Regions from separate parts of the Mus musculus genome. Here all the other regions are linked to region 4. The links are chromatin contacts, called in public Hi-C, HiChIP or PLAC-seq, Micro-C and promoter capture Hi-C maps. All regions are on one chromosome and are shown on one strand. The core of a region is the stretch at or near the end of the contact, and the rest is flanking DNA. Distances in the headings are between cores, read along the strand shown.

Evidence for each region. Hi-C and Micro-C count contacts between places; a contact is called where the count stands out from the background. HiChIP or PLAC-seq counts read pairs in DNA pulled down with a chosen protein or histone mark. Capture Hi-C pulls out chosen DNA fragments and counts their contacts.
Region 1: a promoter capture Hi-C map of pancreatic islet shows a contact between it and region 4. The contact joins the promoter of Dnase2a here to the promoter of Cacna1a in region 4. A contact is called at or near these places in 1 of 115 datasets of contacts at active chromatin or transcription factors (bone marrow-derived macrophages) and 1 of 9 other capture datasets (pancreatic islet).
Region 2: a contact with region 4 is called in a Micro-C map of embryonic stem cells, with 2.4 times the contacts expected there. The contact joins the promoter of Dcaf15 here to the promoter of Cacna1a in region 4. A contact is called at or near these places in 1 of 39 promoter capture datasets (hippocampal neurons) and 1 of 484 Hi-C or Micro-C datasets (embryonic stem cells).
Region 3: a contact with region 4 is called in a Hi-C map of embryonic stem cells, with 2.8 times the contacts expected there. The contact joins the promoter of Palm3 here to the promoter of Cacna1a in region 4. A contact is called at or near these places in 4 of 39 promoter capture datasets (the 3T3-L1 cell line, hippocampal neurons, liver and 1 more), 1 of 484 Hi-C or Micro-C datasets (embryonic stem cells) and 1 of 115 datasets of contacts at active chromatin or transcription factors (embryonic stem cells).
Region 5: an H3K4me3 HiChIP or PLAC-seq map of stem cell-derived neural progenitor cells shows a contact between it and region 4, with 2.7 times the contacts expected there. The contact joins the promoter of Il27ra here to the promoter of Cacna1a in region 4. A contact is called at or near these places in 7 of 39 promoter capture datasets (HPC-7-derived erythroid cells, the SN4741 cell line, cranial neural crest and 4 more) and 2 of 115 datasets of contacts at active chromatin or transcription factors (embryonic stem cells and stem cell-derived neural progenitor cells).
Region 6: a promoter capture Hi-C map of adipose tissue shows a contact between it and region 4. The contact joins the promoter of Nacc1 here to the promoter of Cacna1a in region 4. A contact is called at or near these places in 1 of 484 Hi-C or Micro-C datasets (embryonic stem cells), 1 of 115 datasets of contacts at active chromatin or transcription factors (embryonic stem cells) and 1 of 9 other capture datasets (adipose tissue).
Region 7: a Micro-C map of embryonic stem cells shows a contact between it and region 4, with 2.2 times the contacts expected there. The contact joins the promoter of Samd1 here to the promoter of Cacna1a in region 4. A contact is called at or near these places in 1 of 39 promoter capture datasets (hippocampal neurons), 2 of 484 Hi-C or Micro-C datasets (both in embryonic stem cells) and 1 of 115 datasets of contacts at active chromatin or transcription factors (embryonic stem cells).

Annotation. Positions count from the first base shown.
Region 1 is chr8:84,907,009-84,910,178 of GRCm38.p6, forward strand. It overlaps Dnase2a (deoxyribonuclease II alpha), which reads left to right and starts at 1,747. Exons shown (of 6, transcript NM_010062.4): 1 at 1,747-1,862; 2 at 1,977-2,154; 3 at 2,249-2,327; 4 at 2,518-2,682; 5 at 2,764-2,961. The coding sequence starts at 1,768.
Region 2 is chr8:84,103,475-84,106,246 of GRCm38.p6, forward strand. It overlaps Dcaf15 (DDB1 and CUL4 associated factor 15), which reads right to left and starts at 1,323. Exons shown (of 13, transcript NM_001357322.1): 1 at 1,143-1,323. The coding sequence starts at 1,274.
Region 3 is chr8:84,020,083-84,022,897 of GRCm38.p6, forward strand. It overlaps Palm3 (paralemmin 3), which reads left to right and starts at 1,392. Exons shown (of 7, transcript NM_028877.1): 1 at 1,392-1,446. The coding sequence starts at 1,406.
Region 4 is chr8:84,413,755-84,416,853 of GRCm38.p6, forward strand. Cacna1a (calcium channel, voltage-dependent, P/Q type, alpha 1A subunit) reads left to right here and starts at 1,610. Exons shown (of 47, transcript NM_007578.3): 1 at 1,610-2,189. The coding sequence starts at 1,891.
Region 5 is chr8:84,041,084-84,044,052 of GRCm38.p6, forward strand. Il27ra (interleukin 27 receptor, alpha) reads right to left here and starts at 1,492. Exons shown (of 14, transcript NM_016671.3): 1 at 1,367-1,492; 2 at 1,004-1,121; 3 at 1-6. The coding sequence starts at 1,451. Rln3 (relaxin 3) reads right to left here. Exons shown (of 2, transcript NM_173184.1): 2 at 1,984-2,248. The coding sequence ends at 2,010.
Region 6 is chr8:84,686,132-84,689,137 of GRCm38.p6, forward strand. It overlaps Nacc1 (nucleus accumbens associated 1, BEN and BTB (POZ) domain containing), which reads right to left and starts at 1,731. Exons shown (of 6, transcript NM_025788.3): 1 at 1,544-1,731. It also overlaps a transcript of Trmt1 not described here.
Region 7 is chr8:83,996,062-83,998,826 of GRCm38.p6, forward strand. It overlaps Samd1 (sterile alpha motif domain containing 1), which reads left to right and starts at 1,455. Exons shown (of 5, transcript NM_001081415.2): 1 at 1,455-2,504. The coding sequence starts at 1,611. Prkaca (protein kinase, cAMP dependent, catalytic, alpha) reads left to right here. Exons shown (of 10, transcript NM_008854.5): 10 at 1-383.

The DNA of each region.
Region 1 (3,170 bases), core at 497-2,996, 490 kb after region 4:
CTAGAAAACTTGCAGACCGGACAGGGAGAGGGTGCAGAAAACAATGTGATTAAGTTAGCAAGGGTGACCCAGCTGGGGTGGCCCATTCACTGGGAATCCCAGCACGTGTGATGCTGGGACTGGAGAATGGTAAGTTATAGGTTAGCCCGGGCCACAGAGTGAGAGCTTGCTAAAAAAAACAAAAGCAGGAGGGAAGGTGTGGTGGTGGCTGGAGAGATGGTTCAGTGGTTATAAGCACCTTTTGCAGAGGCCCTGACTTCAGGTCCCAGCACCCGCATAGTGCTTACCTATTAACACTGTGGCTTACCCTTGAACTCCTGATCTTCCTGTCTTTACCGTCCAAGTGTTCAAATCACAGGGGTGCTCATGCACGTCGTACGTACGTGTAAATGCACGAGCACATGGCATTCAGGTCCCAGCACCTGTAACTCCAACTCCTGGGATCTAACACTTATGGGTGTCTGCACAGCCTACATCTGATACATGCAAACTGGCATAGGCACACACACACAGATACACATTTAAAAAAAGGTAAAAGCTGGAGACTGGCTCATATTTATAATCCCAGCATCCTTCAGGAAGCTGAGCAAAAGTTGAGAGTTCCAGGCTAACCTGAGCTACAATGAGATCCTGTCTTAAAAAAAAGAGAAGGGCCGATAAGATGACTCAGCCTTTAAGGGTGCTTGCTCTCAAGCTCGCTGCCCTGAGTTTGACCTCCAAATCCCATCTGGTGAAAGGAGAAGCTCCCACACACTGTCCTGTCCTCCACTTGCATGCTGTGCCATGTGCTCGTGCATTTACACGTACGTACGACGTGCATGAGCACCCCTGTGATTTGAACACTTGGACGGTAAAGACAGGAAGATCAGGAGTTCAAGGGTAAGCCACAGTGTTAAGAGGTCAGAGAAGGGGGGGGAGGGGACCAGGAAAAATTGTTGCATTGTTGCAAGCTTTAAAATTGCTGCATTCTTTAAAATTGCTGCATGCGGGCTGGTGAGATGGCTCAGTGGGTAAGAGCACCCGACTGCTCTTCCGAAGGTCTGAAGTTCAAATCCCAGCAACCACATGGTGGCTCACAACCACCCGTAATGAGATCTGATGCCCTCTTCTGGTGTATCTGAAGACAACTACAGTGTACTTACATATAATAAATAAATAAATCTTTAAAAACAAATTGCTGCATGCTTTTAAAAAGCCTTCCAGAAGCAGAGGCCGGGGCAGGCAGATATCAGGGAGTTCCAGGCCAGCCAGGGGCACATAATGAGATCCTGTCTAAAAAAACAGAACGGGGGAAAGGAAAGAATTGGACCGGTCCAGGCACACAAGTGATGCACAAACATACATGTAGGCAAGACCATCCAAAAAGTTAAAAGAGTTGTAGAGCAGTAATGGAAAAGAAATAGAAAGACAGATTTGTTCCTAATTCAGAACCTGAATAAAAAACAAAACAAAAAAGCCCCAGAACTTGGAGCGCCTTAGAAGTCACGTGACAGCCAATGCCCAAGGGAGAGGCGTGTCCACGGATGAAGCCTATCCGGAGCTGAGTCGGCCAGAAGCGGGAGGACGGGGCGGGGAGGACATTGGAGGAGGCGGGGTCCGCTTGTGGGACAACTTCATAGGAAGCCCCGCCTCCGTATTGGGCCTGGCGGGCTTCGTCTCCACCCTCGCGAAGCCGGGACACAGATCTCTTCGGTTTTTAGGGGAAGTTCATCTGAATCTCGTGACCCGGCTGTCCCCGGGTCTTTTAGAGTCCATTGCTGTCGCCTCATGGCAACACTGAGATCGCTGCTGCTGGCTGCGCTGCTGTGGGTCCCTGCCGAAGCCCTGAGCTGCTATGGGGACTCCGGGCAGCCTGTGGATTGGTGAGTAAGTAGTCGCGGGACTGTCCCCCGCACACTGCCTGGGGACCGGCGCGGGAATCCAAAAAACCTCAGATTCCTTCTCTCCCCCAACCTCATGTCTTCACGGACCTCCAGGTTCGTGGTATACAAGCTGCCGGCTCACAGCGGGTCTAGGGATACTCCAAAGGGACTGACGTATAAATACATGGACCAGAACTCCGACGGTTGGCAAGACGGTGTAGGGTACATCAACAGCTCGGAGGGAGCCGTGGGCCGCAGCTTGCAGCCATTGTACCGAAAGAACTCCAGCCAGGTGACTTGAGTGCCGTCGGAACCCGGGCCGGGACACTGTGGTGGGTCTCGCGGGGAAGGGAGGGTAGTTACATAGCCTCTGTGCATTCTCCTAGCTGGCCTTTCTACTCTACAACGACCAACCTCCTAAATCCAGCTCAGCTCGGGACTCTACCGGCCATGGGCATACGAAGGGTGAGAGGCTTGGACTGGTGGTCGTGGAGCCTCCCTGAATTGTAAATTTTACCCTTACTAACCTTTGGCCTGATGAAGGGTGGGGATTTGCCCTGTCACTGGCCTCCGTTTCCCGCTCTAAGACCCCAGCCATCTGAGGCCCCGTACCTGCTTGCAGGTGAGCTAGCTTGACCTCTTCCTTCTGGTTCAGGTGTCCTGCTCCTGGACCAAGAAGGGGGCTTCTGGCTGGTCCACAGTGTGCCTCGCTTCCCACCCCCTGCGTCCTCTGGTGCATACACCTGGCCTCCTAATGCTCAAACCTTCGGCCAGACCCTACTCTGTGTGTCCCTCCCGTTCACTCAGTTTGCAAGGATTGGTGAGTTGAATCACTGAGAAGCCAAGCCTCAAACTCCTCTGAGGAACCAGTCTCACACGGCTCCCTCGCCTTGTCTTCTAGGCAAGCAGCTAACCTACACCTATCCCCTTGTCTATGACCACAAGCTGGAAGGCTTCTTCGCTCAGAAATTACCTGACCTAGAGACGGTGATCAAGAACCAACATGTCCTCCATGAGCCCTGGAATAGCAGTGTAATACTCACTTCCCAAGCTGGGGCCACCTTCCAGAGCTTTGCCAAATTTGGAAAATTTGGAGATGGTAAGCCTTGATGTTGAGGGGTGGGGGGAGGGCACTTTCGTTGTAGAAGGGGGTCCCTAGTATCCCTAGGCCTGCGGGCAACACATTTAGAGCCCAGATGTCTTTGGGAGTCATATTACAATAATAACTATGAGCAGTAAACAGCCAGCAGACGGGTTGGGCGGGTGATACATATCTGTGACCTCAGCACTGTGGGGGCGGAGATGGAA
Region 2 (2,772 bases), core at 73-2,572, 310 kb before region 4:
TGGCTCCTGGGGATCTCACACATTATTAGGTTTGGTGGCAAGAGCCTATACCTATAGAGCCTCCGAACCAAAAGCTCCCAGTATTCCCAATGCTCCAATCCATTATTAAGAAAACCCCTTTCTTAATTAACTGCCAATCAACTGTCACACCCTAAAACATCACCAAGGAAGGATCTGAGGAAACAGGCATAAAGCTGACCACTGGGGAGCTATTCTGGCCCGCCTTCAAAAGATAGCCATCTAGTGGGAAAGAAGGCCTGGCACCTTGCCCCTAGTTCATCTCGACCCATGAAGGGAATGGCTTTGTCAGACAAGCCTTCCTGAGAGGATATAACCCTTGCCCAGGGAGTGTCTAGGCTAAGGGCAGAGCCACAGCCTTGCTTAGGGAGCACCAGGAAAAAGCACAGTTCGCCCTTACCCAGTTCCCAACTTCCTGTGCACATAGACAATCTTGCTCCACAGCTGCCCACCTAACATTATTCACATCCCTGTCCTTTCAGGTGTCCTCTGACAAGGGAGACAGAGCCCTAAGTGGCTTCCACTTTGAGAAGACCTGGCCCTACTCTGGAAACATTCCTCCATTCAATGAGTGAGGCAGACCTAGGTACAAGCACTAGATATAGAGATGGTCAGAGCTTGGACAGACAGGGAGCATCCAACAGAGGCTGCCCATTGTCGGTAGCAGGGGCTCTTCAGGGGTTTGGGGGGGTAGCTCCAACAAGGGGCAGTGCTTTGAAAAATCGGTCTAAACCAAGGTCTCCCCTTCCTCCAGATTCCTCGGACAGCTTCTACAGTAACCCGCCCATCAGCCTCCATCCCCGGTCTTTCCTCCATGATTCTCCCCGGCCTCCGCCACCCAAGCCCCTTCCTTCTTCACTGATCTCGCCTAGCAGCCTTCATTCAAGGCCCCCTGCAGGTGACCCGCCTCACTGGCTGCACACAAGTCACCAACCTTCGCCAGCCCAGCCCGCGCCTCAGCACCAGCCTCCACACCGCCAAACCCATCCCCATCCCCACCGCCCGGCCCGCCCAGCCCCCTCCCGGCCCCGCCCCCCACCTCGCCGCGCCGCCCTCCCTCCGCCGCCTCCCGCGTCCCCTCCTCCTCACAACCGGGCGCGCTCGCCTCAGACGCCAGGCCTCACCTTGACTCGCTCCAGCTGCTTGAGAACGTGTTCCCGCCGCCGCCCCACCGCCCGCTTCCCCCCGGTCCCCCCAGGGCCTCCGCCGGCGCTCCCGGCCCCGCTGTTCCGCTCCGATTTCGAGCTGGGCGCCATTTTCACCCCCTCCCTCCACTTCCGGAGCAACCGGTCCCTTAGCCCCGCCCCTGGCACTTTCTGATTGGCCTTTTCTCCTTACTGCGGCCGGCCGGTTGGGTGACAGCCGGCATTCCTTGTCGCTTCCCGCTACGCTTGTCCATCAAAGCTATCTTGGTTTTTGGTTGGTAAAGATGGTAACAGCTCCCGCCTTATTCCCGCCCTTCATTAAAGATAAACCACTCAGAAACCACTTTGGCGCTCCTCGGCCAAAAAACTTCAACTGAATAGGCGAAGATTTCTGTCAGGCTTGACATTGTCACGCCCCTGAGTGGGTTTCCGTGGAAACCACTGGCCGTCCAGCGGCCTGTGGGCGGGGCTATGGGAACCTGTGGTCCATAAGGGCCAGAATCTCCAGCCCTGGCTCTGGCTCAGGCTGGGAGGGCCGAGGCCTGAGGAGCATCCCTGGGCAGCTAGGGAGGAGACCAGGAAAAGGCGGTGGGGAAAAAAATGGCTCGTTTTAAAACATCTTCCAGGCCGGGCGTGATGGTTCACGCCTTTCCAGCACTTACGAGGCAGAGGCAAGTGGATCTCTTTGAGTTTGAGGCCAGCCTGAGTGAGTTCTAGGATAGCCAGGGCTACACAGAGAGACTCTTGTCTCAGAAAAACAAACAAAGAAACAAAACAAAGCATCTTCCGGACGACGATGACGATGATAGCATCAGACAGATATCATGCTGTTTTTAAAAAAATTAATTTCCATGGGTCAGGCGTGGTTCTGAGTTTGCACCTCCTGTGGAAGGCCTGTTAAGCCTATCATACTAATTAATAATGGTAATAAATATTACGGGACATGACAGCTTCATGCACCAGTTTTGCCTACATTCACTCAATCTCTGCAATGGTCCTTTATTTTACACGTGGAACAGGCATAAAGTGAACTCCCCTGAAGACATGGCACTTGTGTACCCAGACTGCTGGCTGCTCTTTTTACAGCCACATTCGGTTTATTGAGAACCCAGCTAACAGGACAGGTCATAAACAAGGAAATGAGTACCTGTCCTTGAATTCCAGGTATGGGTAGAAAGGCAGTTGGATGCAAAGTAGCTTTGTGAAGCGGGGGAGGAGGAATATTCCAGCAAAGACAAAGGTTTCTGGAGAGGTTCAAGACTAACCTGCCATGATGTATGGATTAGTGATGGGGACACTGCTGAGAGACTTACTAGGTGATCTCTTCTTTATGCAAAGACTGGAGGGCTCACTAGCAGCCCCCCTCCCCCCAGCATGAGGAGAAAATATGACCATGCATGTGCAGACCCAGCCTCAGCTGAATCATAGACTAGTGGACCCAGAGCAGGAGGGAAAGGAAGAGCAAGGAGGCAGTGTGTGTGTGTGTGTGTGTGTGTGTGTGTGTGTGTGTGTGTGTGTGTGTGTTTGTGTGTATGTGTGTGCGCGCGCACAGTGTACAGATGAGATTTTGCCCATGAAAGTGTATGAAAAGACAAGAGGTCAAAAATGG
Region 3 (2,815 bases), core at 142-2,641, 390 kb before region 4:
TCTAGAAGCTTAAATTCAACTTCCCCCGCCCCCGTTCTAGGGATTGAATCTAGGGCCTTATGTATGCCAAGCAAGCTCTCTACCACAAAACCACATGTCCAACACCCCATTCCCCACCCACTTAGTTCTAGACAATTTATTACTAAGTTTCCTAGACTGGTTTTTAACTCACTTTGTAACCCAAGGGAGGCTTAACCTTGCCATTCTCCTACCTGAACCTTCCTGGAAGTGGGATTCCAAGTCAGGTGACCTACTTGATTCAGGTTCAATCAAACCTTCATATATATATGTATATATATTTGGCTCTGTTTTTGTTGAGACAGGGTTTTTCTGTATAGCCTTAACTGTCCTGGAACTCACTCTGTATTCCAGGCTGGCCTGGAACTCAGAAATCCACCTACCTCTGCCTCCTAAGTGCTGGGATCAAAGGCATGCGCCACCACCGCCAGGCAAATCTTTAGATTCTTAAGAGTCTGTACTAGACTGTGGAACATAGGCCATTCCAGCCCTTGAGGACAGCCCCAATCCAGTATGGTGGAGCCTGTGCTTCCAGGAGAGACACTCAACTTTACGTGCCAAAAGTGGCCCATGGAGCCCTGAAGCGGTCAGGAGAGGAGAGGCCTAGATGTGGGTAAGTTTACCACTCGGTGTGGTGGGGGAAGGGGTCCTTGCTCAGAGCAAGGTCCTCTGAAGCACCTAGCTGAGACAGACAAGGGCTGATCTCTTTCAAGACAAAGATCAAACCTGGTCTGGTTGTGGAGGTCTGTAATGACAGAGTTCAAAGGAAAGACATCCTCGGTAGTGAATTGGAGGCCATTTCCCTATCGTTTATTTCTACCCCCACCCTTAAACATTAAATAGCACAACAGGGTCTTCTGACCTGCAGGCCAATTGAAGTTATTCTCCCATTTCCCAGCGGGGCAAACTGAAGCCTTGAAACCTGAGGCAAATTGTCCACAGTGACCCACATCCTGGGCTTCTTGGTTGCCATGGTCTCCGAAAGCCGGGTCAGAGAGCTCTCCCTACAGCATGCTCCAAGGTCCTAGAAGGGAGAGCCAATGACTCTGGGCTTTTAGTAAAACTTTCCTGTGTGAGTGCCCAACGCAGGCGCGTGTTCCCCAGCGGCCGCGGGTCAGTGCTTGGCTGCTGTCCCCCACCTGCTGGAGCACCGGCGTGGCTGCGTGTATATGAACTGGGAGGCAGCCTAGCGCAGCGTGGAGGCCGGAGGCTGGTAAATAATTCATCCTGAGAAGTTGATAGCGCTCCCCAGCACTGCCCCAGCCCCAACCGGGCCGCGCCTCCCGCCCAAACCAGCTGGACCTGCTCTCCTGCTCCGCCCCACAGCCCCCTCCCATCAACCAAGGCCCAGTCTGGGGCCTTTGGCTCACACCTCTGCTGGGCAGTGATGGCTCTGCAGACCCCGGTGTTGTCTCCGGCCACACCCACGTAAGTGTCTGGGGTGGGGGCGGGAGGGCGGGGTGGAAAGGCTGGGGTAGGGGGCACCGGCCTGGCCTAAGAGCCCCAGTTGGCCTTTCTAAGGAGCCGAGGGGAGCACGAGGGGACGTGGTGGCCAAACCTGGGACCCATTCAGAGCCAAGCCTCTAGAGAGCTAGGCCTACTGCAGAGTTAGGGGACAAAGGGTGTCAGGATCCAAGAATGTGCATCCAAGTGTAATCCTGGTCACCAACCCTCTCAAGAATGCAGCGAGGAAATGCTAGAGATTCCAGGGAGAAAGGCGCGCCCCAACCTCCAAAGATTGGCAAAGTCTTAGGCAACAATGGCCACCCCTCCGCTCCTTGTCAGCAGCAACTCGATTATGGCTGAGGCACGACCTTGGAGTTAAGAGATGAGCGACGTGTGGGGAGTTCACCTTAGCTGAGGCTCTTTCAAAGTGAGAGAGGTTTGGTTCAGTCGCCAGCTTTTGCCTAGTATGGGATTATCCACCCTTAGTTAGGGAATGATGGGTAGAGGGGTTCCAAGAGATTATAGAAACTTCTAGAAAGAGGGCTTCCCTCCAGTATGGACCCCAATTCTGTCCTTTACTCTCTGTGCCCTCCATTGCATTATTCACCAAGTACAAACCTGGTTGCTTAGCAATGGGAACCCGATCCTCCCCCCCCCCAAGGAAGAGTTAGGGAGATAGCATCTTAGGAGTGGGACAGCTGAGGGGGACTTCAGCCCTCCCCCAAGGACAGAGTGATGAACAGGAGTCTAGACTTCCCTAGGGACATCTGTCAGGCAACCTTCAGCCCTTGCCCTAGTCGAAATCCCCTCCTCTAGGAGGGTCTCTGGCCTCCTATGTGTATCCAAATGAAGGTCCTTAGAGCCCCTGAACCCTGCACTGTGTGTTGCCAACACTGAGGGAGAAGTCCTTCGTGTCCTCATTCACCCTCCTGACTTCAGACAATCTCATGCTGTGTGTGTGTGTGTGTGTGTGTGTGTGTGTGAATGCATTTGTGTGTGTGTGAGTGAATGTGTAGAAGAGTGATAACTGTGAGTGTGAATGTGTGTGGGTAGATGTGTGTGTTCTGTGGATGTAACTGTGTGTATATAAGAGTGTGTGGTTGCATGTTTGTATGTCTTCTGTGAATGTGTGTGTGTACATATGAGAGGTGTGGGTGCATGCATGTGTATGTGTATGAGTGTATGTGTGTGTGTATGAAAGTGTGTGAGTACATGTGTTGTGTGTGTCCTCTGTGAGTGTGTGTGTCATCTGAGAGTGTTTGCAAAGGTGTGAAGGTATAAGTATGTGTGCACATGTTTGTGTGTGTGTGGATGTATGAGTGTTAAGAGTGTATGTGCATGCTAGAGTGTG
Region 4 (3,099 bases), core at 360-2,859:
AAGAATTAGCAGAATGCTCAGGCAGAAGTTATACTGGCACTGGCCCCCGTGTAGGCCTGTAGGCGGGTTTCTGGGGAGCTGGCTTCCAGGAGGGTTCATTCGCAGCAATTCCTCAACTTGTTCATTTGTGATTTATGTAGTTTTCTCTGTGTTCATGGAGTTTCCAAATAGGAAGAAAAAAAAAAAAAGCAGGTGGGGTGATCCAAGTGCCTTATAGAGCAGGGGCCAAACCGAGCTAGGCCAGCAGCCCCCGCCTAACACCCTAGGTCTCAGTGAGTGGTCTGCTCCTGGGAGCTCACACGGGGGCTGCCACCAGGATCTCCTATACATTAGCTTGGATTGGCCCCCTGGGACCCACAGCCTTCCTAGAAGTGCCCCAAACCATTCTTCTAGCTCATAAAAACTGTCTTCTGCTCAACAGACCCACATTTGTTCAGCGTCGGCCACCCGCACCAAGTCTCCAGACCAAACCCTCTGGTCTTTTAAGTTTCTTCCTTCCTGTTGGGCACGCCTCGTTCTAGGCAGCGACGCGGACCTCGGGTGGCAAGCAAGGTCCCTTGTGCCGGAGGACTCTGTCCCGACTTCCCCCTGCGCGCCTGGCCGCGCCTGCTCTCGCGCTGGTGATTGGTTGCGCGTGTCGCCGGGTGGGTCTTGCTCTAGGGCGCAGGGCCGCGATCTAGCCCCGGCTCCCGGCCGGGCAGCTCCCTCCTCGCACCCCGCACCTCTTCTTTCAGCGGAGCTGGGGGGAAGGGAGGGAGGCACCCGGGGGTGGGATGCTGCCAGGCTCTGCCGCAGCCCGAACCTCTGCCGAGCGGCGCGCACCGCCCTCCCTCGCTCGTTCGCTCGCTCTCTCGCCTCCTTCCCCCCGTGGGGAATTTTCAAGACTGCGCTGCTGCAATTTCCCCCCGGCCGAGGCTGCGCCGCGCCTGGCTGCGCGCACACACGCTTCCGCGCGCAGAGGAGCCGGCGGCTGCTGAATCAGGAGGAAAACAGATCGGCTTTTTTTCAAAGCCGGGGACCAGCGGCTCCCTGAAGCCTCCGAGCCCCGCCGCGCCCCTGCGCCCCGCTCCTCCGCCCTCTGCTCTCCAGTCGGGTTGAATTTGGGGGAGGGGCTGCAGCGTTTTCAGGAATTTTCTATTCTTTCCAGGTCTAGGAAAGTCAGCAAAACAGACGGACAAATCCTTCGCTGCCACCCTCTTCCTATAGCAAAGACCTGGTTTTGTTTTTTTGTTATTTAATTCTTTTCTTTTTATTTTATTTTATTTTTTTACTAATGGGCCGAGCCCACGCCTTTAGCAAGATGCCAAGCTGACCCGGACCTCGGAGGAATTTGAAGCCAGTCTCTGCGTCCAAGGGAGGGGGGACGTCCTTCGTTTAGACTTCGCGTTTTAAAGGGGGTGTGCATTGGAGCGTTGCTTTAAAAAAAAAAAAAGCTGATCTTTTTACACTATTTTTTTTAACTGATTTTTTTTTAACTGAAAAAAATTTTTTTTCTTCTTCTCCGGAGTGGGTGGCCGGGGATCGCCTGGATCGCGTCCCCGGTTATTTTTGCCGCGCCCCTCCCCCGCGCCCCGCCCCCGCGCCCTCCCCCGCACCCCTCCTCCCGCCCGGGGTCACCGCCTCTGCCGGCATGTCCCGAGCCGCGCTCCCCGGCTCGGCCGGGCCGTCCCGCTCGTGAGCCCCCCGAGCTGAGGCCGGGCGCCGCCGCCCGATGGGCTGGGCCGTGGAGCGTCTCCGCAGTCGCAGGTGCAGCCGCCGTCCCCACAGCCCGGCCAGCCTGAGCAGCGGCGGCGGTGGTGGTGGTGGTGGTGGCGGTGGCCGTGGCTTCCGCAGCGCTCGCCGCAGCAACAGCAGCCGCCGCGTAACCCGAGGCCCTTTGCTCTTTGCAGAATGGCCCGCTTTGGAGACGAGATGCCGGGCCGCTACGGCGCAGGCGGAGGAGGCTCAGGGCCGGCCGCCGGGGTGGTCGTGGGCGCCGCGGGCGGCCGAGGAGCCGGGGGCAGCCGGCAGGGCGGGCAGCCCGGAGCGCAGAGGATGTACAAGCAGTCGATGGCGCAGAGAGCGCGGACCATGGCCCTCTACAACCCCATCCCTGTCCGCCAGAACTGCCTCACGGTCAACCGCTCCCTGTTCCTCTTCAGTGAAGACAACGTGGTGAGAAAATACGCCAAAAAGATCACTGAATGGCCATATCCTTTTGCCCCAGCCCGAGCGGCTGCGCCTCCCCTCCTCCTCTTCTTCCTCCTCTTCTTCTTCCTCCTCCTCCTCCTTTTCCTCCTCCTCTTTTTTCCTCTGCGGGGCTGGGAAAGAGACCTGGGGGCTGATGGGAGCTGGGGGGCTTCTCGGCGGATAGGGGCTGGAGATGGGGGCCCGGTAGCTGAGGGAGGCAGCCTCCAGGCCTGCTGGGCTGCCGCTGCAGAGTGAGCCTGCGAGTAGTTAGGAGGCTTGGGACTGGGGGAGTGAGTGGTTCCTTGTGAAGACCGAAGGTCTGGATCCTGGGTCGGGTCGCGCGGGGACACTGATGGGGGCTCTTCTGATGGGGTCTGACTTCTGATGGAGCCCTAGCTGGGCCAGTGCTTGGACGATTTGGGTTACAGGGTAAGAGAACCCATACATGTCTCCCTCAAATCCTTCGGAATAGTACCCCGATCTCTCAACCCTGGCCTTCCACCCAAGGTGGGATCCTCAGGCCTAGGGTATAGGATACCATGTGGCCTGGCCGTAGAGAAGCCATCCCTCAGTTAGTGGCTCTGGGTGGGCCACCAGCTGCATCTGGGGACTGGTTTTTTTTTTTTTAGTGGTTTGAGGGACACATCATCAGAAGCCCTGTGTGCAACTTCCATTCTCTCCTGTCACAGATCAGAACCCCTTCAGCGTTATTTTTTGGGGTGTAAAGAAACATAATGCCATCCATCTGGTGAGGCCCATGGCCTGGGAAGATTTGAGGTGTGTTGTTTCAGTATGAGGGAAGGCTGAAGGAAGGAAAAGAAGTGGGGACCCTTTGGAGGGCTTTTTGTGGGCTTGGGTTTAGCTTCTCATACACTGGGGACCTGGGTAGGAACACCAGGAGGGTCAGCCTCCATATAGACATCTTGGGCA
Region 5 (2,969 bases), core at 242-2,741, 370 kb before region 4:
GGATGGCTGTGAGGAGAGATTGGGAAGAGATGCTCGTTGGCACAGCCTAAGCCCCAGGCTAAGCTTCCAGCCCTGCACCAACTTCATGCCTCACCCTGCTCTGCTTGGGGTCTGAATCCCTTGCTCTTAAGTCAACACCGTGACCTGAGGAGAGTGACTTAACCTCTCTGTTCTTCTTTAAAATGTATGCAGTACACCTACTTTCTGAAAGAACTCAACAGTGGGCCGGGTGACTGACAGTTTACACCCGACAGTTCACAGCTGTCATCCCAGCACACAGGAGACGAAAGCAGGATTGTTAGAGGCCAGCTTCACAGGGTAAGACCCTGTCTCAGAAAACATGCTGTTCCCCGGGGCTCCTCCCAAGGTGCTTTTTCTTTGTCCTTTACTTAGCGCAATTGAAATGAAGTTTCCAGATACACTCTCCCCTGGACCCTGAACCCCAAACCATACCAGAACCAGCTATTGTTGTTGTGATTACAAGCGCTACACTGACTTTTTTTTTTTTTTGAGACAGTTTCTTACAGCCCACGCTGATCTCAAACTTGTTGTGAAGCTGAGGTCGCTCTTGAACTCCTGATTTTCTTGCCTCCATCTTCCAAGAGCTGTGTTTGCAGGTGTGTGTCACCATGCTGCTTAGAGTGAACTCAGAAATTCAAGTTACCTGCCCGATGTCGTACAACAACGATATTAACCTGCTTTCTAGTGCTCAGCAGTTTTTCTTTGCCATGTGCCTACCGTGCTGATGGGCAGAATCAATCATGGCAGGCCTGTGCCGTCATTACTGTGGGGGTGGGGGTGGGGGTTGAGAGAGGGAAAGTGGTCAGACCTGAGTTATGCCATAAGGGAATGAGTGGGCTAGCCTGAGGGTTGTGAGAGTGTGGACCGAATTCTCAGTAGCCGGACTGAGGGGCGGGCGGTGATCCTCTTAACAAAATTCGCTTGAAATCTGAGTGACCACTTTCCGTCCTCAGTTTCCCCTAGACCACTCCAGGGTACTCACTATTTCTGACTCTGGTGATACAGCACAGGTGGAGTCTCCAGGTCGCCCAAAGGTTCCCAGGAGCAGTTCAGGATTCCCAGGGGACCGACGCTGTAGCACTGCAGTGGACCTGGACTGCCTGCAGGGGCGCAGAGAGCCGAGAGGACCGTGGTCAAGTTCCCCGGGGCCTGAACTTGCTGGACTGTGGATGCGTCCATCCTCTGGTACAGTGGTAGTGCAGTACCGGAGCGCAGGGCCTGGCACGTGCTGGGATGGCGCAGAGGGAGTCCCGGGCCCCTTTCCGACCTGCTACATCCTGTTGTCGCCCAGTTCCCGATGCCCTACAACTGTGACCCCGAGCCAGCCACTCACGAAGCTGCTCACCGTGGGGCCGCGTCCCGAGCAGCAGCGACATCAGCGACAGCAGAAGCTCCAACGGCGTGAGGCGTGCAACCCGGAGCCGGTTCATGGCTCCCAGGGACAAGTGACACCACCAGGCTTGGGGCTTACAGCCTGCGGGAAGGAAGCCACCCCGCCCCTGGCGGGAAGTCCCCAAATCCGCCCACCCCCAGCAATGATACGCACGCGTGCAAATGCTCAGAACTGAACCTTTATTTTATGTGGTGAGGAAGTCTGAGTACTGAGGACCAGGGGCTCTGTTTTGGGGTGGGGGGGAGGTTAGCCAGGGACAGTGGCGACAATTAGGGCCGGACTGAGGGTGGAGGTGGGGCAGACTCTAGTGTAGCCAGTTTAAGAAGATGGGCATCTGGTTGCTGCTGGGCTGCTGGGGGTGAGGTTGTGGCACGGAAGAACTCAGCCATGAAAAACAAGTTTCTGTTTGGCTGGATAGAGGAGGGGCCGGCAGCAAGGTGGGGAAAGGTTGGCAAGTAGTGTATGCATCTTGGCAGAGGGTCTGTAAGGAGACAGTGGACCCCTTGGTGCCTCGCCTGTAGGAATGCTCTTGAACATCGCACAGCTGACAGCAGCTTGCAGGCACGGCCCGCTTCTCCATTGCTCAACCCTGATCCTAGCACAAGCTGCTAATTTGGCTCTTGCTACAGCCCCACTCGCAGCAACTGCTGGAAAGGCCAGCCAACACATCTCTGCTGCCCCGAACCACTCCAGGTGACCCTTGCCAGCTGGCTCGACCACCGTAGAAAGCCTGGGGGGATTTGGTTAGGGCCAGCCACTCGCTGGAGCCCACCGCTTCATCCAGCTCGCTGGCCAGGTGGTCTGTATTGGCTTCTCCATCAGCGAAGAAGTCCCCTGCAAAAGCAAAGAGGAAGAATCAGGGCTTAGCCCACTTACATCTCCAGTCTGGAGGATCAAGGTTGCGGTTCTGAGTTTGATTTCATCCCCTCGAGGGTTCAAATGCTGGCTCTGTTGTCAGTTTCAGTGCTAAGCTGGACTTTCCTGTCACTGAGTTCATGCGATTCTTTATTTAATGTGGACGGCGTAGATGAAAATATGCATTTGGGAGCTAGGCTCCCTAAATCAGAATAGTAAATGACATTACTTCCGTCTCCCTCCTAGGCTCAGTTTTCTTTTCCACAAAGCAGGGGAGGGGGAGGGGAGATAATAATAACTTCTACTTTTTTTTTTTTTGGCTTTGTCAGGAGTATCAGACTGGATGCCCGCAAAAGCACAATACTATGGGATACATGAGGAGCACTCAAGTGAACACTGATCATTTATTGACCGTCTTGTTTGCTTTACCGAATTCACTTCTTCCAGCCTCTCAGTGACAGCTACTGAGTTTGCTGCTGTTGCCACCTACTTACTATTCACTAATTGGGACCCTGGCTCCTCATCAGGCTTGTGTGAGGACACAGCCATTTAGCCATAGAGCTACTGTTTTGAGGCAGGCACACTCCTAACCTGCGCATGCATCCATCTGTCTGTCCATCATTCACCACCCACACATCTCTCTTTCATCATCATCTTCTTCCTCCTCCTCCACTCCGTTTTTTGGTTTTGCGATTTTTTT
Region 6 (3,006 bases), core at 481-2,980, 270 kb after region 4:
GCCGGTCTAGAGAGCCCAGGAAAGGCCAGGTCCAAGAAGACTCCAACAGGGAATTGGAACAGCAGGAATTTCTCTGCTGATACCCAAGGAGGGCGAACTTGACTTAATAGGCATAGGCCACAGTCTAGTCATATGACCAGGGACAAGCCCCGCCCCGAACCCCAGCTTCTTTCTCTGAAAAGAGAAAGCCAAAGACCCAGCGGTGGCGAGTAATCAATGAACTAGCTGGTTCCACGCTTAGCATACAACCTGCCCTAGAAGGGGCACCAAGGAGGGAGGGAAGGCCCTGGGACCAGGAGCCCTCCTTCTCCCTCCCCCAGGCACAAGTCAGGATGTGTAGGTACCTGTTTTGTCTCAAAGACACAACAGAGCTTCAGGCAGTCACCATCCCAGGAGGCGACAGAATATTTTATCTCCCAGGAGGAGACAGAATTCAGGCCCAGGCAGCAGGTTGGGCCTGGAAAGCTAGGGCGTATTGCAACGCTGTGAGGGCTCATCTTCTAGACTGGAGCCCCCAGGTTCCGGCGCCAGAAGGCTGAGAACGATTTCAGGACTCTAGAATAATCAGGTAATGTCTGCTGGGCTGCCTCCATAGTGGGTGGGGTAGGGCGGTGGGTTGAGTAGGGGCCATACACACCGAAAACAAGATGTTTGAACTAGGTATCCGGTGCAGCCCACGCTAACTCCCATCCAGCCGCTGGCCTGTCCTTGTTAGCAGTTGGCCAAGGTGTCAGAGAAGAGGCGTGGGAAAGAGGAACCCCCCCCCCCCGGTTCTGACCCTAAGCAAACATACGGAGATGTGTGTGTGTGGGGGGGGCAGATCCCTTAGCTCACACCAGGTTTTCCTAACCTGCTCCCCACATCCTAAACCATAGGCCCTGGGCCGCCTGCAAACTCCCAACACGCCCAGCCTTACCTGATGCCCTCCCGTCGGAGTTTACCCGCACATCTCTAGTCTCTGACCTCGTGCGACCCCCTGCAAATATCTTAGGGCTCTCTCCAATCCGCCCCCACTCGAGCAAGCTCCGCCCACCCCCCCCCAAGTCTAACTTCCCGGGCTTTTCCTCACCTCCCCCCAAGGCCTGTAACCTGACCCGCCCACCCCCTTCCCCAGCGCCCTCTACCTGCAAGCTCCGGCCCTCCCGCACCCCTCCAGGCCTTTTCCCTCGGGCGGCGCAGCCCTCCGCCCTCCCACCCCCCGCCAGCCCGAGGCCTCCCCTCCCCCCTCCAGCCTCGCCTGCCGGCTCCACGCGATTACCCCCTCCGGCCCTGAGACTTCAAGGATCCCGCGACCCGCGCCTCCCCCGAGCGGCCTTCAAGCCCTGCGGGCCGGGCCCGCGGGCTGGACGCTGTAGGCCGCCAGCTGAGATTCGGCCATCTCACTCTTGCCCTCCCGCCGCTGTCAGCGCCGCGGGCTCGGCTTCTGGTTCGCAGCAGGGCGCCCGGAGGCCTCGCCTCTCGGCCCTCCGCCGGAACCTCTGATGTCCTCGGGCCGCCCCGGGCGGGAGGAGGCCGGAATTGGGCCTGGGGCGGGCCATCTCACCTGCGCTGTGGCCGCGCTCCGGGGCCTCCCGGCGGGCTCCGCAGCGGCAGCTGGGGCCGGGCCTGGGCCCGGGGCGCGCCTCCCTGCGCCTCGGCCTCGGCCTCCGCCTCTGCGGCCTCCGCGGCCTCCGCCTCAGCAGCAGTGGTAGCCGCGGCGGCCATTCATTGTGGGCCAGGCCGCCCCAGCCGAGCGCCGAGGAAGCGCACGGCGCTGCCGGCAGGGAGGAAAACTGCCTCGGCCCCGCCCCTTAGGCAAGCTTAGCCGCGCTTCGAGCGCTTCGGTTCTCACCAGCTCCTCTTTCCTCCCGGGTCTCGGTTCTGTAGACGGGCTAAGTTGAGTGACTGCGGGACAGGTTGCTCTGTATCTTGGAGCTTCAGTTTCTTGTAAAATGAGAACAACTGTTGTTCCAGGAACAGTTTAGGCTCTTTGTGGAAATGAGGTTTCATGGAGCTGAGCTGAGTAAACTATCAAGATCACAGGAAAGTGAATACGAAGATTTAAACTTAGGTTCAAGAGGTTAATAAAGTGAAAACTCAGGATGCTTATGCGATGTGAAGTTCTGTTAGCATTTTGCACTAACTCAGATAATTATACGTCTTATAACTAATGTTAGAGAGGCCTGACTACTTTTTGGATGGGTAGCAGAGTCAAGAACAGAAGAGTGCGGACTGGATTAAGAGTGTCTACTGGCCGGGCAATGGTGGCACACACCTTTAATCCCAGCACTTGGAAGGCAGAGGCAGGATTTCTGAGTTCGAGGCCAGCCTGGTCTACAGAGTGAGTTCCAGGACAGCCAGGGCTACACAGAGAAACCCTGTCTCAAAAAAATTAAGAGTGTGTACTGCTCTTGTTGAATAGAGTTCAGTTCCCAGCAGTCATGTCAGATGGCTACAGTTCTAGAAACTATCACCTTTTTGCTCTTTGAGGACTTACACACAACTGCACACATACACAAAAATAACAAAAAAATAAAATTTTGAAACAAAATAAGTACCGTTGGGCCTGGTAGAAATGCCTGAAATCTCACCATATGAGAGACTGAGGCAGGAAACTCTAATCTGCCCTGGGCTATATAACTCCAGGACAACCTGGATTAAGAGTGCCCTCTACCCCCAATTAACAGATAACATATAGCAAGGCAAGCTAAGATAACTCTCACATCCCGGATCTCCATATTTTCCTGATGCATACATTAGGCCAACACTCAGTCTGAGTGGCTCCTTTGCACACTTCCCAGGCATTCGGTTATTTAATCTTTGCCCTTGACAGCTAAGATTCCTATTTAACAGGTAAGGGAAATAGGAGCCTTACATTTTAATTAACTTGCCCAGAGTACGTGGTGGGACTGAGATTCAAAGACAGTGAATACTATTCTAGAGCCTGAGTTAACCTACAAGGTGCACACAGAAGACATCTAAAGGTGCAGAGTGCCTCCGCTTTTTGCCCTGAATTAAACTAGTGAA
Region 7 (2,765 bases), core at 205-2,704, 420 kb before region 4:
GTGGTCTCATGCCAATTGTCCTGTGCATCAGCCCCCTTAAGAAGCCTCCCCCATCCTGGGCGCCTCGCTTCTAGCTTAGCTGTCAGCTGTCCATCACCTCTTGCCGTGCGTCCCCACTCACTGCAACCCCAAGTCTGATTGTGCTTTTTCTCTCAATAGAAAGGTGGGGAGCTGCTGGGGAAATTACCCCATTTATCCCTGTGTTTATCCCTCTCGTAACTTCTCCCAAAAAGGAGGAGCTCTCAGGCCTGGGTGGGGGCCCCGGGTGGACGAGGGGGTCGTTCAACCTGTGTGCTTCGAAGGATGAGACTTCCTCTTGAACAGTGTGCTGTTGTAAACATATTTGAAAACTATTACCAATAAAGTTTTGTTTTAAAATAAAAGTGTCGCTGGTTTTCCCGACTTCGATCACACCCTTGGGGTGTTGGAAAGGGAATTTCGAACCTCAATGTCCAGGTTCTGGAGACCCCGGCCTCGGGACCTTGGAGAAACCAGGTTTGGCTGGAATTCCTGTACTTCCTCCGCCTGGCCAGAGAAAGGAGGGGTGGGGTGGGCAAACTGTCCTTTGACCCTGAGTTCGGGGCCCTCAAATCTGCTCCCACCCCTACTTCGGTCTAGTCCGGGACAGAGAGGGCACTGGAGAGGGCCACTCGGACCGGTTCGGCCAAACAGCAGCAGGATTAGCAGGGTAGGAGAAAAGGGGAGCCCCGCGCGCCCCCAAGCCCTCATGTAGGCGCGGCAGGGCCGCTGGTGAGGTCTCCGCGGCTTCCCAGGAGCGAGGCGCGTCCGGCCGCGGCGCGGCTAGTTCCCGGTAAGTGCGGTCCCGAGAGCGCTGAGCGCGGAGAGGCGTGGAGAGGGGGCTGGGCGCCGAGGACGTCTGGGTCCCGCGCCCAATGGCTGGAGGGCGGCCGAACGCCGCCCGCGCGCCCCGCCCGCCCCTGTCCCCTCCCCCCTGGGCTCCCCTCCCCCTCCCCCGCCCGCCGCGCTCCCCGCCCCCGCTCCGGCGCCAACTCCGCGGCGCCTCCTTAAAAAGCGCGCGGGAGTTGTAAGGGGGGGCCGGAGCGAGCCGGAGTGAGCTAGAGCGACGGGTACACGGGGCGGGCGGGGGCCCGGGCTCCACCTTAAAAGCGGGCGCGTGGGGGTGGGAGGGAGCGAGGAAGGCGGGCAGCGGGGGAGGGCGAGCAGGAAGGGGGGCCGGAGTGTCCCGGGCGCAGGGCGCGCGTGCGGCGGCGGCGGGGAGGGGCCGGCCGCGCCGCGCTCCCCTCCTCCCTCCTCGCATCCCCGGCCCCGCGCGCGCCCAGCAGAAGCGGGGCTGTTGTGTGCGTGCGTGCGAGTGAGTGAGTGTGTGCATATTTTTTTCCTCTTTTCTTTCTCTCTCACTATTTTTTTTTCTGTCTCTCTCGCGCGCTCTCCTCTCTCTCGCTTTTTTTTTTTTTTTTTTTTTTTTTTTTTTGCGAAGAAACAGCAGCGCCGCCGCCGCTCCGCCGAGGCGCTGCGCCCCCCGGGGGGAGGCGGAGGAGGCGGGCAGCGGCGGAGGGAGGGGAGCGGGGAGGGGGCGCCGCGCTGGGAGGGAGGCAGCGCGCACCGTGCAGCCGGGCCGGGCGGGAGGCATGGCGGGGCCCCCGGCCCTACCCCCGCCGGAGACGGCGGCGGCCGCCACCACGGCGGCCGCCGCCTCGTCGTCCGCCGCTTCCCCGCACTACCAAGAGTGGATTCTGGACACCATCGACTCGCTGCGCTCGCGCAAGGCGCGGCCGGACCTGGAGCGCATCTGCCGGATGGTGCGGCGGCGGCACGGCCCGGAGCCGGAGCGCACGCGCGCGGAGCTCGAGAAACTGATCCAGCAGCGCGCCGTGCTCCGGGTCAGCTACAAGGGGAGCATCTCGTACCGCAACGCGGCGCGCGTCCAGCCGCCCCGCCGCGGAGCCACCCCACCCGCCCCGCCGCGCGTCCCCCGCGGGGGCCCCGCCGCGCCGCCGCCCACGCCCGCCCCGCCGCCCGCGCCCGTCGCCGCCCCGACCCGGGCGCCCCGCGCGGCCGCCGCCACAGCGCCCCCTTCTCCCGGCCCCGCGCAGCCGGGTCCCCGGGCGCAGCGGGCCGCGCCCCTGGCCGCGCCGCCACCAGCGCCCGCCGCGCCCCCGGCCGCGGCGCCCCCAGCCGGCCCGCGCCGTGCACCGCCGCCCGCCGTCGCCGCCCGGGAGCCGCCGGCGCCGCCACAGCAGCAGCAGCCGCCACCGCCGCAGCCACAGCCGCCGCCGGAGGGGGGCGCGGCGCGGGCGGGCGGCCCGGCGCGGCCCGTGAGCCTGCGGGAAGTCGTGCGCTACCTCGGGGGCAGTGGCGGCGCCAGCGGCCGCCTCACTCGCGGCCGCGTGCAGGGGCTGCTGGAAGAGGAAGCGGCGCGAGGCCGTCTGGAGCGCACCCGCCTGGGAGCGCTCGCGCTACCCCGCGGAGACAGGCCGGGACGGGCGCCGCCGGCCGCTAGCGCACGCGCGGCGCGGAGCAAGGTGAGCGCACCGGGCAGGTGCGGGCGAAGTTGGCGGGGACCAGAGTCCCGGGAGGGAGCGGGACGTCAGGTGGCCGGGATTCGCCCACGGTCCCCGTGGACTCCGAACGCGGTGGTCTTGGTCAGTGATCTGATCTGCGGGAGCCTCAGTTTCCTCGGCTGTAAACGTGGATTGCTGACAGTAGCGACCCCTGGGGGTAGTTGAACGAGTTTAGTAAGACTTGGCTATTGAGGGCTTTATTAACCCAGAACCTGGCACGGA